3 separate regions of the Pan troglodytes genome follow, and all the other regions are linked to region 1. A link is a contact called in public Hi-C data. All regions are on one chromosome and are shown on one strand. The core of a region is the stretch at or near the end of the contact, and the rest is flanking DNA. Distances in the headings are between cores, read along the strand shown. Region 1 holds the start of SFTA3 (surfactant associated 3). Region 2 holds the start of PAX9 (paired box 9). Region 3 holds the start of MBIP (MAP3K12 binding inhibitory protein 1).

Region 1 (4,538 bases), core at 1,166-3,665:
GTCTTTGGTCTGATGAGATTCAAATTGTTTGGGTTTGAGCTCAAAGGATTCTGAACCGGTTAAGGAGGTAAGGAGGCCAGGCCCAGAGTCCTTGCCCCACAGGAAGAGGGAGTTTTGTTCTGCCTCAGAAATTGTGTGGAAACAAATCTTGAGCAGTCCTGAGACTGCAGTGGAGGACCGAAATACCAAACTACTTCCACCAAGAGGGAGAGGGAGAGAGGAAGAGAAAGAGACCAAAGAATTCATTTTCTGAGTCAGACTTCTGTTGATAGGAGTCTCAGAACTGTCTACTGTGGTCTCACAAAGCTGAGCCAAAGTTTTAAAACAGTGAGAGAGGACACCCATTTTAAATAAGTCTGAGTGAGTTATGGTTTTCAGTGAATGGATCACCTCTGTAGATTTGAACATCAAACCTTTATTTCTAATCAGTGGCTGAGCTCCTTCACAGAATTCGGTGGGAGGCTGTTTTCGAAAGTAAGGAAGTCATTCAGGGGTTTTGTTTCTGCCCTAAAACAGGGACCCCTCTAGGGGACCAGCAGCAGACGCCTTCAGCCCCTGCTGCTTTTGGCTCTTTTGGCCTCCAACGCGGTAACACTGGGTGACAGGCCTGAGGACATCCCAGGAAGGACTTTGGGAGCTGAGATTTCACTCTTTGTTGTACTGGTTTTTATCTCTGGGATCCTAAATTTTTGTAGTAATGAATCTTTTTCCTGTTTACAGTTCTTCACCTCCCAGCCACTACCTCCCACGCCAAGCAAAAATAAAAATAAAAAATAAATCATTTTTGATTCCTTTCTTCCAACCTCTAATTTCCTGGTTTCCTCAGCGCTCAGTGTTTGTGTTGGGAGACCCATTAGGGATGAGAGGGAGGGGAGAAGGAATGGTTTTGAACACAGAAAAATTGTAGTCCCTGGATGGGCTGTAGCCCCTTCCGGGTCACCCTTGCCAAATCTCCGGTCGAAAGGCAGCTGAGCGAGCTGCGGGCAGACGCCCCTCCCAGCCTTTCCTCTAGGCCTGGAAGTATTGGATTATGGGCAATTGATTCTTATTTGGCATGTACTCACTTCTCGCCCAGGTTTTCAACTTTCTTTTTCTTCCTCTCTTCCCCTCTCTCATTTCGTTATTCGTCTGCATCTCTTCCCAATCCCTCTCTCCCGCTCCCCCACCAAGAGCTTGTGAGGAAAGCAGACTGGCCGGAGTCCTCGCTCCGGGCCCAGCAGTCCTCTTTGTTAACTTCCTGGAGCCTCCTCTGGCGTGGTGCCTTAAGACTGTGGGCTAGGCCGGGCTTTCTCCCTCAGAAACCTGGGCCTCACTGCTGAGGCACAGTTTCCAACAGCCAGAGGGACTCGAAGATTCCCAAGACGATGGTTGGGTCTAGTGAGAGTGCTGGTTGGAAGGCGGGGAAGGGAGATTTTAACAGGTCTCACGTTTTGGAAAACAAACAAAAAACCGTAAATTTGACCACTTGCGTTGGAATGGTCAGCTGTGGTTCCGGGACCGGGAGTGTAGGTGGCTAAGGCACCCAGCTCAGGCCGGCCGGGCAGGGGACATGGATACTGCAGCTGCTGTTTGGCTCTAGGTCCGGATCCCATGGAACTGGAGCTTCGCTTAACCTGTCCCAGCCTAGCTCAAGCCCGCGCGGGGACCTGGCTGGCGGTGCCCGGCTGTGGTTCGGGCGGCTGCCCCGCACCCCATTCTAGCTGGGAGCAAGCCTTTGGGAGTCACAATTTTAGTAGGCTGTGGTACCCTCGGCCTTATCATCTTTGCACTGGATAGAGTTTCCATCAAATACATTCTTCTCCTCGCCGTCTACAGTCGGCATAGTTTGAAGTCTGTTTACTTGTCCCGGGGAAAGGTGAACTCAATCGGGTTTGCGGACCGAGACAAACAGGACCTCAGCCTCTTTCTCGCCATCAATCGCGCTGGCTCCATCCGCTCCCGCTCCCGGCTAGGGGAATTGTCGCAGCTGCGGGAAGAGACCTAGAACGCAATCTGAAGCGTTTCATTAGGGAAATAGGTGCGCGCTGGGAGCAGTGCAAGAGGGTTCCGCAACCTGGGGACACCCTCCGCCCCTACAGCACCGTCGGCTTCTGGAAAGCCGACGGTCCTCCTTTCTGGGAATCTCCTGCATCAACTCGTGCCCAATTTCTGGCCTCCCCTCTCGGAGAAATCAGCATTCTGAGGATGCCCCTGGCGCTGAGGTGCTTGGAAGCTTCCGAGGTTTGGGAGCAAGTACAGTTCACCCCGAGATCACCGCGAAGCTTTGCCTCCGCCAAAGTACCCTACCCATCCCTAGGCCCCAACGGCTGAGAGGAGTGGGGGAGATTTTGCACACTGCACCCCCCTTCCTCCTCTCCCCACCCCCACTTCGCCATGTAAACACGAGGACTTTCTCGAGAGCCTTGGAGAGCCGCTCTAGTGGCTTCGGGCCCTGAAACCCCAGGCTGGGCTTTTTTGATGTTTAGCATCCCAAAGCGGCTCCCCACCCTGGCCCCAGCCTGGGAACTGGGAGCTGTGGGCCGGAGAGGAAGGAAAGCAGCTCTCTCAGCTAGCGAGGGGGTCAGGGACTGGGCCAAGCTCAGAAGCGAGGAGAAGAGCGAGACAGAGATGCTCTGAGCAGGGGAGACAGGGATCCCGGGCTGCTGCCGCTACCAACAAGGGTACACACTGCGGTCCTCAAGGCCAGGAGGGGGGTGGGGGCAGGCAATGCCTCAGCCAACAGGGCAGCGGCTCGGCCCTGCTGCTGGCCCGGTGGGAAGTAGCCTGGGGCCCCGCGACTGAAATCCGAGCCAGGCCTGGGCAGTCTCCGCTAGAAACGCTCTGGGCGCGCACTCCTGGAGACGCGGAGGCCCGGGCGCTCCAGACCAGTGTCCTTGTAGGAGGCTTCTTCCCGAAGCTTAGAGTTTGGCCTTTCATAGGGAAAGACTTGCTCGGGAGCCTTCTAAGGGATTTTAAATCTTCCTGGGCCAGGGCTAGGGAGCTCTAGTGACAGTGTCTTGGTCTGGCATCCAACTCTCCAATTTTGAGGCCGCAGGGAGGAATTCTGAGACTTTAGAGGCCGCACAGCCTTCAGCGGGCTCACCGCGTCCAGGCGTCAGTAAGGGGCTATCTCGAGGCGCGAGTGCACAAAAGGTAGCGCGAGTCTCTTCTCAGGCGATCCAGATAAGAGGAAATGAGAGCCGGGTTTTCTGACTTCCAACTCATTAGGGACCAGGTAAGGTCAATGCTTTCTCTATTATGTCTTTATCTTAAAAGCGGGTCAATTTAAGATAAGGGAAAAAAAATCCAGGATCTGTGTGAACCGTGCTGATAAAGACTGACCCCTTTTCTGAACTAAAAGCAAGCCAGGCAGACATTCATTTTCTATAAACAAGAGAGTTGTGAGAAGCTGCCTTGAATTCTGATCATATGTCTCCAGACATCGCTCTCCCTTCCCTGCTCCCCACCCCCCAATTATTAGCGCGAGGAAGCAGAGTAGGCGATTTTATTTGTGGAGAACTAGAAAGCCCATTGGGAGATGAGACTCTGAGATGATATGATTCTTAGGCATGGGTTACTGGCTTGTTTAGTTCAACTAGGACTTTCTTTTTGAATGGAAAGAAAGTGACAGACACGGGTATTGGGAGGGAGGAGGCTGAATGTTTTCTCTGCTCGGCTAGATCCTGGTTAGGAGACGCTGGACACCATGTTCCTCTGGCTCTCCCTGCCTTCTGGCTGACGCGTTCCTCTTTGTGCAACTGTGTTTCTGAGACGTCAGGCCACCCTCTGTGGGGCCCAATTTGGTAGCTTACCTCAACTTGGAGCATAGAAAGTTTTCTGGTGCCCCTTTGGCCAGTTGCTTCTAGAAGGGGTATCTTATTTTCAGTCACCCTCTCTGGAAAGTTTGTCCACCCAAGCTGAGGGAATTGGATATGAATGGGAGTAGATGAAAGTAAGTTTTATTGAAGGGGGTCTGCATATGCCCTTATCCTCACCTCATGTAGTTGTGTTTCTGAACTTTCTTTAATGAATCTCAAAGGAACGGAAAAAGAGCAGGTTCAGCAACTTGGCAGCACAGCTTTTGCCTCAGCTGAAGCCATAGCTGAAGTGGCTGGCTGCATTTCTCTCTGATAGTGACCTAATGCCCAACTTGGTGGGCATCGAGGCATGATCCTGGGCTCCTGCGCCTCTCCTCGTTTGCTAATGTTTCCCGTTTGACCTCTGCTTCGTAAGCATTTATTACCCTTGTTATTATGAGTTGTAGCAAAGTTTTGGAAAGGGTGAGATTTAAATTCATTTTCCTGTTTTATCTATTTTTGTTATTTGCAGGACCCTTCAACATAAATTGATCACTGTTAGTGCTCTGCCTGAAATATAAATAAAACATAACATAAATGTGGCAGGCAAAGGACTTGTTAAAGAAAACTCTTGCCTCCCACCTAAAATCCACATCTGATTCTGCCTACTCTGTAAGTGATTGCACACAGATTTCTATGTATATATGTACGTGTGTATAGAGGTATATATACATATGTATCTATCTTATACACATGTATATA
Region 2 (4,189 bases), core at 353-2,852, 150 kb before region 1:
CACCGAACCGGGGATGGCAGGCACCCCGGGTGGCGTGGGCACCTTGGCGGCCGCCGCCGTGATAGGGCTGGGGTACGAGTAGATGTGGTTGTAGGGGAGCGCCGGCTGCGGCGTCGGCTGGTGCTGCTTGTATGAGTCGTAATGACCCTGCTGGGCCAAGTTGCCGATCTTGTTGCGCAGAATGCGGCTGATGGAGCTCACGGAGGGCACATTGTACTTGTCGCACACGCCGTCCGCCAGCAGGCGGTCCCGGATCTCCCAGGCGAAGATGCCGGGGTCTCTCTGCTTGTAGGTCCGGATGTGTTTCACCACGGTGGGGGTAGTGACCCGGGGCTTGCTGCCCCCGATGGCTCCTGGCAAGATCGAGCCCGTCTCGTTGTATCGCGCCAGGATCTTGCTGACGCAGCCGTGCGAGACCCGTAGCTGGCGGCTGATGTCACACGGTCGGATGCCCAGTTGGGCCAGTTCCACGATGCGAAGCCGGATGGCGTTGGGCAGCGGCCTCCCGTTCACGAACACTCCTCCCAGCTGGTTCACCTCCCCGAAGGCTGGCTCTGCAAAATGAACACACAGCGCGCAGGGACGCGCACCCGCTGCTTGGGACAGCCGCCTGCCACTGGGCCTCCCTACGCATCCGGGGACTGGGCGAACGCACCCGTCCCGTACTAACGACTGGGGCTGTTCCCAAACCATATGGTCCCTGAACATAGCCGAACGGCCCCAAACCGTCACGGTCCAATCGGACCCCCTCCCTCATTCCTGCCGTGCCGGAGGCCCCTACGGCCAAGTAAAGTGGTGAGATGCCGGGCCTCTCCCAGCGTTCAAAAGTCTCCCGAAGCAGGGGGAGAAATCGGTCTTGACGCCTGAACGCGCTCCTTCTCGCCTGCTCCTCACTAAAGTCCTTGAGCCGCTCCCTCTCTCCACCCATCCCATCCCCAGCGTTCCTTCTGGAGACCCGGCCAGTTAAACAAAGTCTAGGGGAAGCTAGAGGGTGTTTTATTTGTTGTTGTTTGTTTTCTTTTCTTTTCCTGTTTTGTTTGCATGTGTGCGCGCGTGTGAAACAAAACTTGGTTTGCTACTCGGGCTGAGGGGCTCGCTGATGCCACAGCTCCCTTCTCTTAAAATCAGAAAATGGCATCAACAGCCACCCAGTAGCCAGCGTTCACATTGAACTGCTGTGCGCCGCTGACCCTTAGCGTGTTTCTACAACTTGTAGGAACACGAGCAAAGTCAATAGAGAATGTGAGCGCCTAGTGGCGCGCGCCCTCGCGCTCCCTCCCTCCCTCCCTTGCCCGCTCGCTCCCTCCCTCCCTTCCCGGCTCTGACAGAGTCTCCCGCCGCCACTCACCCATTGCTCCGAGCAGTACACCAACCCGGCCCCAGTTCCGCACTCCAAGACAGAAACTTTCCGCACCGCCTCAGTGGCCCGGCCTGTTGCTATCCCGGCCGACCGCCGGCCCCTCCGCTTCTTCCCAGGAGGAGGAGGCGAGAGGGCAAAAGGAAGAAGTAAAAGGAAGTCTGTGCCCCGATGAAAGAGGCTTGAGTTCTGCATTTCAATCTAAGCAGCAACGTGGGCTGGGCTGAGCAGGGCAGGGCGGCTCCGTCTATCACTCACTGGGGACACGCCCTAAAAGGGGCGGGTCCGAGGGCAAGCTGCATGGTGATTGGTGCGGGTCGGTGAGCGACAGCGCAGTCCAGGAAACTCCTTCCGCTGTCTCTTTCAGGCTAGCTCCCCACCTGGGTGACTAAATACAATGAAAATGGGTGTTTGACATCTTCCCAGAAGCGGCACAAAAAGACAGCAAAATCAGGCTGGTAAAATGCTGAATAAACAAATGAAAGCGTTTGGTCTGCATATGAATGACTCGAAGGGGGAAGGGGCCCGAGGAGACCTCCTCCGGGGAACGATGGACATCTCAGAATTGAAGTTAAGGCTATAGGTGGGAGGCGGGCGCCACCGTGCACAGGGGTGAGGGAGTTGTCTTAGCAAAATCTGTCATGCGGGCCTCTGGGGACTGTCAGGAGAGGATCTGTGTCACCTGCCGATTCTACCTCACTTCAGTCCATGCCAGGTGGCGAGAGCGCAGGTGTGAGAAGATAGGCCGGCCAAAGAAACCAGGAGGTTGCGGGGAGCCCGAGCCACAGGTGGGGGCCACTGTTAAGGCCAGGGAGGTTCCTCCTACCGCCAGCTTCCTGCGGCGACCCCCCAGTCCAGGTGGACCGGCCAACCACTAGCCACACAGGCTCGAGGCACGGGCCACGCCGTGTGCGGGGAACTGAACCACAGGCGGCTAACGCTAGCGCACAGCCCCAAGTCGACCAATTGCCAGTGCGTGGGGCACTCACTACGGAGCCCAAGGCTCTGCCACATTCAGCCACTGTCCTGGGCCCCTGGCCCTCGGTGGCAGCGTTTGTGAGGGTTCTCCAAACCAGCGAGCCCTCTCGAAAGAGTTTTGTTTAAATATGAAAGAGACTTAGTCCCAAGACAGTGGACACCGACGCTGCACATGGATGTAATTCCCTCGTCTTCCGTTAAGCTGCCAGAGGCCCTGTGGTTCTGCCTACTTCTGAATTTTCACTTTTATTCACTGTAAGTCTAATCTAAAGTGTACCGTATGCTTTTTTGCAGCCAAAGTTATTAATATTTGCAGTTAGGGTTGTGGAGAATGTGAATCAAAATAATAGACAAGAGAAATATTTTCGTGAATTTGGGAGTTTGTACTGCTTGGGGTCGTGAACTCTGTTACTGCTACTTGACAATCCAGAAGGCTCCTTGTGCACACAGGATTCAGGCTGCTTCCCCAACAGTCCCCAGGGATGTGTGTGGCTGCGGTCTACACCCAGAGAAGCTGACTGGTCCCAGATCTCAGGTCAGTAAGTTGCAAGAACCCAGGAAAAAACTATGATCAGCCATGCTTCTGCAAAGGAACAGATCTCCAGATTCCCACTTCTATGGTTAGGATGCACTCTAAATTCAAAATTACCTAACAGAATGGAGGATGTGAAAGGTAAAGATGAACTAAAACACCACTCTTTAGAATCGGAATCTTGGGGGAAATCCCACAACTAGACATACTTGAACTTGTCCCTTTTTGTTGGTTGGTTTCAAATGTTTAAAATCTTCTTGAAGTTTGACTTGATAGCAATTTCACCCTGGTCTGACCTCCAATACCTGTTGGGTGACATCGTGTGGCACCGCCTGGCATTTTTACACAAGGAGAGCCTTCGGAAATCTAAAGATTTTAGAAGCAGCAGCTCCTTCTTAAGGCTGGTAGATAAATTAGTTGAGACTTTGCCGCATCGGAGGGGAGCTTATGACTCTGCCTTAGGCTTGCGGGAGGGAATGAACATGCCCGGCAACTTGATCAAGAAGGAATCCTCCTCCCCCCTCACAGACAGACAGTGACTATCGACCTCTGCGCCAAATCTGCTCTACTTCCGTGCACCCAGGGAAAATCTGCAGTCTGCAGGGCTGCTAGGCGGGTACAAGGATGTTCGCATACGAACAGGCAAGACCTCATGTCCCGCGGGGGGTCTGGGGACTCTGCGAGAGCTTTAGCAGTTCTGCAGCACCAGCCTAGACTGGTTCAGAAACTGATATGGTTTAGAGCTCTGGTTATATGGAGGTAACATACAACTCCCTCTTGTTCCTACCAACTCCTTCAGCTACCACACATCTCCCCAGTTCTCACATAGGTTCAATGCCATCTCTCCCTTTCCACCTGCTGAACTTGGCTGTGACCATGTGGCCTCAGCTGCTGCGGATCCCCTGGGCGTGCCAGGGGTAGCAACTCAGTGGACAGGGGGCCTGTCCGCAGCTCTGGCGGCTCCCCGCAGGCCCCACTCATGCCGGCGGTTGCAGGTACTGGGTGCTCTTGGCATTCTCAAGAGCGCAGGAAGAGTCAATTTTAGGTGTTTTGGGCCACTAAGTATCCGCGGCAAGCCGAAGACCCCGCTCTGGGAGCAAGAGAAGCCGAAGCTGCAGACAGGGTCAGCAGGATCCCAGCAGAAGAAGGTGATGCTGAAGCCTTCCCGGGGCGCGGACCGAGTGCTAGCGCGAGGTAGTCAGCGACCCGCTGAGACCGACCGAGAGACGACGGATCTGAGGCAGAGAAAGAGGATGAAGGAAGGAAAAGAGAGAACACTAAGGTCTGGTCAGTCCCGATGAATGTAAGGATGCAGGACTTAG
Region 3 (4,482 bases), core at 1,445-3,944, 190 kb after region 1:
TTTCAGAAGCACTAAGCACCAGATGGTTTGTGGCAGAAAATGAGGCTGGAAATTTAGGCAAAGGCCACATCATAAGAGCCTTCATGTCATTCTAAAGAACTTGGACTTATGCAGCAGGTGATGGGGAGACAGGGACGACAAATACCATTTATTTTACCTTTTCTGCATTGAAATAAAATCTGTATTATCATATATGCAACAAATATCAGTTGAGCCCTTCTAATACCTCAGGTATTTTGCTGGGAACTGGGTTATTTAATAGAGTTATGCCATTAAAGCTCACCATAAAAGACATTTTTGTTGATAAGGTAAATAGCCTAGATTTCATTTATAGTCTCTATCCTCCCAATTGATTCTTGGCATAAGCCTGCAGGACAGTATTTCTAACTCTGTTGCTAACGCGAACACCAACACTTTGAATCATTTCTGCCAGACAGCAGATTTTTCAGCAACCCACTTTATAAACTGTAATTAGTTTTCCATAAAGAGCAAATTATTCCCTTTATTCCCTTTCTAAATTTCATAGCGCATATTATACTTTTGTTATACATACATACACACATACAATATCTACAAATTTCTATTTTGAGTTAGCCCAAAGGAATCCAAATCTTTTCAGGCTACAAACTCTTCTATTTAAAATAGAATTTTCTATTATAGAACAAGAAAATGAGAAAAATTTCCAAAATGAAGGTAATAGGCATCAAGAAGAGTAAGAAAGGTCCTTAGAAAGAAGAAAGAATGCACAAAAGAGTTAACAAATTTTAAGTACTACTGGTTGAGTATCCCTTATCTGAACTACTTGGGACCAGAAGTGTCTCAGATTTCGGATTTTTTTTAGATTTTGGAATATTTGCATATATATAATAAGCTATCTTGGGGATGGGACCCAAATCTAAACACAAAATTCATTTATGTTTCATGTATACTTTATACACATAACTTGAAGGTAATTTTATATAATGTTTTAAATAATTCTGTGCTGAAACAAAGTTTTGACTACATTTTAACTGTGACCTGTTATGTCGGATCAGGTGTGAAATTTTCCACTTGTGGTACTGGCACTCAAAAAGTTTCAAATTTTGGATCATTTTGGATTTTGAATTTTCAGATTAGGAATGCTCAACCTGTACCTAAGTAAAGAATACTAAGATACAAGTGCAGGTCTGGATATCAAATCACAGAATTACATGGAGAAGCAATACACAGATCAAATGGCCATCAGTTAATTCTATATTAGAGGCTCAAAAGAACAAGTAAAACTTGAAAATTCAAAATCAATGATGGCAAAGAAAGGAATAGCAGCACCTTGTTAAAGACAACATTTTTAAAATATACAAAGCATATTCCCAAATGTGTTGCATATCAGTGTTCTCCATATTTGAAAAAACATGAAACACTTCAATGAAAACAAATGATCTGAAACTGATTGCTAATTTGGTACAAAACAAAAACTTACAGTTACCCCATTACAATGCTTGAATAAGAAGGTTGCTCAATTTGAGACTGGACATTGTGAAGTATTTTTCTGCCTGTAGAAATAGGCTGGAATGTCAGTTGTATATCTTGCTGCCAACAAGGGAACAGAAAAGATTTCCCAAGATTCTGTGAAGCCTGGTGATCCCATTTGTCTTTGGAAATGAAAGCCTAATTAAGAGACTCCCTAGGGACAGGTCAAAGGAGTTTTTATCCCCATCGTCCTTATCCTAGTTCCTTGATGCATTAGTCCTTCCCTTTAATTTAGTCTACCCTAAAACTAAAGAATACACATTGTGCAAGTTTCCACCTTTGCTTTCTCTACTGTAAATGCATTAGACTATTAACAGAATTACGAGTTTTAAATCCCACCTTCCTTATCTCTAAGCTGATGTTGATTTCTTAAAGTGTTTTTGAATAAAGCTTAACACTAAAAATTATTGTAATACTTTAATTGGATAACACTTTTTAAAAATATCGGAGTCTGACTAAAAGATTACAAAACCCCACAAACATCGTTATAATAAAGCTATTATGATAAATAATACTTTGTAAAACTTGAATTCGGTTTTATGTCCTAATTTCAAAGATTGTGGTTGCATGATATTATTTATCCAGGTTAAATTCCTGTTGGAATTATATTGACAGTGTTTCATTTCTTTGAAACAATTTTAGGGTTAAGCGTCTCTACAGTTAAAACAGAGAATATCAACTGTAGTCCCAGTTACTCAGGAGGCTGAGGCAGGAGAACCGCTTGAACCTGGGAGGCGGAGGTTGCAGTGAGCCGAGGTAGTGCCACTGCACTCCAGTCTGGGCGACAGAGTGAGACTCTGTCTCCAAAACAACAACAACAACAACAACAAACTTGAAGAGATGAAAATGTTCTATCCAATCATGATAATTCCGTGTGAGTTTTCCAATGTTTAGAAACACGTGTGGGCACCACTCCATCCCTGACCAGCAAGCTTCCTCCAGACCCACTCCACACCGCCATGTTAAAATGTCAACTTTTACTTTTCGGACTCAAACTACAAAATTTAACCATGTCTCCTCTTACCAAGATTCACAATGAACATCTAGGAGTCAAGGTAGGCTTCATAACGCTAAAGAGACCACGACTCTAAAGACCACCCCAAACACAGTATTCCAGCCTAGCTTTGGTCTGCAATTACCCACTTCAGAGCCTCGGCGCAATGTCACAGCGGCAACTGATTGGTGTAACGTGCTTGTCATTCACATAGAGAGGGTGGGGCCTCAAAGCCCGATCTAAACGAGACGCCGTGTCTTACGTCATCGCCAAGCGACTAAAGCTGGAAGGGAGGGGGCGGGGTTGTGAGCAAACCTTGGTGGTGGTGGGGCGGCCTGAGAAGATATCATGGCTGCTGCCACGGAGCTTAATCGCCCGAGCAGCGGTGACAGGAACCTGGAGCGAAGATGCAGCCCCAACCTCTCCCGAGACGTGCTCTACGAAATCTTTCGCTCCCTACACACCCTGGTTGGACAGGTGAGAGGTGGCCTGAGGGACTGGGAATATGGAAACCATCCGGTCCCTCCTCGCCATTCTTTTTCTCTAGCAGAGGCCGGGGGCAGCTAGGCCTGCAGAGGTGTGGGATGCGGTCCCGAAGCCGAGGTGTGGAAGGAGCCCGGGCCCAGCCTCCTCGGTCGGAGTGAGGAGGACGGCGGTACCGGTTGCAGAGTCGTTTACCTTGCAGCTGTCCTCCCCAAGAGTGGGTGAGGTTGGCCTAAGTGAAAACCCGGCTCCGAGAGAGGCAGGCTTGGAGAGAATGAATGTGGAAAAGCTTCACTGCGAGTTTAGGAGGCGCTTAGCGTTCAGGGTCCTTTTTCCTCCAACTTACTCTTTATGGGAATTGGTTGGTCAGTAGGCCTGAGATTTATAGAAAAGCGCGCGCTTATTAGCTTTTTTTGGTGGGGGAGGGAGTAATTTGTTCTTATGAGTTACTTGGTTTTGTTTATTTCTTTTTTCCTTCGGGCTGTTTTGCGCATCTATAATCCTTTCAAATGGGGAGAAAAGTAAAAGGAATTCATTTAAAATACTTCTAGCGTAAAGTTGGATGAGTTATCCATCGTTGATGCTGTTTGCGTTAGAACTGTCGTTATTTAACTATTAACTAGATTAACTGGCAGATAAATCGCTTTTGCAGAAATGTCATAGTAAAATTGGTTTTAAATTGAAGTGGGCTTCTTCTTCTTCGATCAAGTCACTGTTTCGTTTCATGGTGTAAAATTCAAGTTTTAAATGAGAAACAATTTAAAAGTATGCTTGTTTACCTGCCTTTTAAAAGGAAATATTTTCTATCTTACATAGACCATTTTCTAGCCGTAAAAGTTTGTTTTGGGGCTGGTACTAGCGCAAGTGGACAAAGCAGGCATTTGTGTCAAAGATAATGGTAAATTCCTATGAAAATAGAACATTTGTCTGATTTGTGAAAATTATTTTTAAAGCCTTGAGTAGATGGAGAATCAGTCTTTTAAAAAGTTACTATTTTTAAAAATCGTAGTATGTTGTGTCTTACAAAGAACATTACTGTAAGTTAAACGGTTTTATGTAATGACGCAGTTATTAATGGAGTCTGCTTAAAGATATAACTTTTAAATTCAGTTGTTTGCCAAGTACTTACCAAAAACATTTTTTAAAGACTTGGGGTGTTTTGTTATTAACATTCCATTCTTGAGACCCAAGACGTTTAAATGGTTTAAAAGTTAGAGAACTTTTTATGGCGACGTTGGAACTTAAGTTTATTTATTTTATAATGTCAAGATGAAAAAAGTTTATGCTCACCTGTTAACAGAAGATGGAATATTTTAAAAAAATACTGAGCAATGATTTAAACATTTCTTTTGAAATATTTTGCATACTGAATTTTTCAAACTCATTAGAAAATTTTAAACATTCAAGTACTGTACAAGTAAAGAAGTGATTACAATTTACTTATGTCACCTGTCAAAAATGTTCACAGTAAATATTTGGTTACTTTACCATGACAC

What was found. Hi-C and Micro-C count contacts between places; a contact is called where the count stands out from the background.
Region 2: a Hi-C map of induced pluripotent stem cells shows a contact between it and region 1, with 4 times the contacts expected there. The contact joins the promoter of PAX9 here to the promoter of SFTA3 in region 1. A contact is called at or near these places in 3 of 7 Hi-C or Micro-C datasets (induced pluripotent stem cells and stem cell-derived neural progenitor cells) and 1 of 1 other capture datasets (stem cell-derived neural stem cells).
Region 3: a contact with region 1 is called in a Hi-C map of stem cell-derived neural progenitor cells, with 4 times the contacts expected there. The contact joins the promoter of MBIP here to the promoter of SFTA3 in region 1. A contact is called at or near these places in 1 of 7 Hi-C or Micro-C datasets (stem cell-derived neural progenitor cells) and 1 of 1 datasets of contacts at active chromatin or transcription factors (stem cell-derived excitatory neurons).

The regions. Positions count from the first base shown.
Region 1 is chr15:34,742,039-34,746,576 of NHGRI_mPanTro3-v2.0_pri, reverse strand. SFTA3 (surfactant associated 3) reads left to right here and starts at 2,415. Exons shown (of 4, transcript XM_003952476.6): 1 at 2,415-3,214. The coding sequence starts at 3,173.
Region 2 is chr15:34,889,800-34,893,988 of NHGRI_mPanTro3-v2.0_pri, reverse strand. PAX9 (paired box 9) reads right to left here and starts at 1,602. Exons shown (of 5, transcript XM_063792837.1): 1 at 1,349-1,602; 2 at 1-554. The coding sequence starts at 1,352.
Region 3 is chr15:34,551,486-34,555,967 of NHGRI_mPanTro3-v2.0_pri, reverse strand. MBIP (MAP3K12 binding inhibitory protein 1) reads left to right here and starts at 2,694. Exons shown (of 9, transcript XM_009427698.3): 1 at 2,694-2,980. The coding sequence starts at 2,852. It overlaps LOC129137059 (a long non-coding RNA gene), which reads right to left and starts at 2,689. Exons shown (of 6, transcript XR_008539213.1): 1 at 2,534-2,689.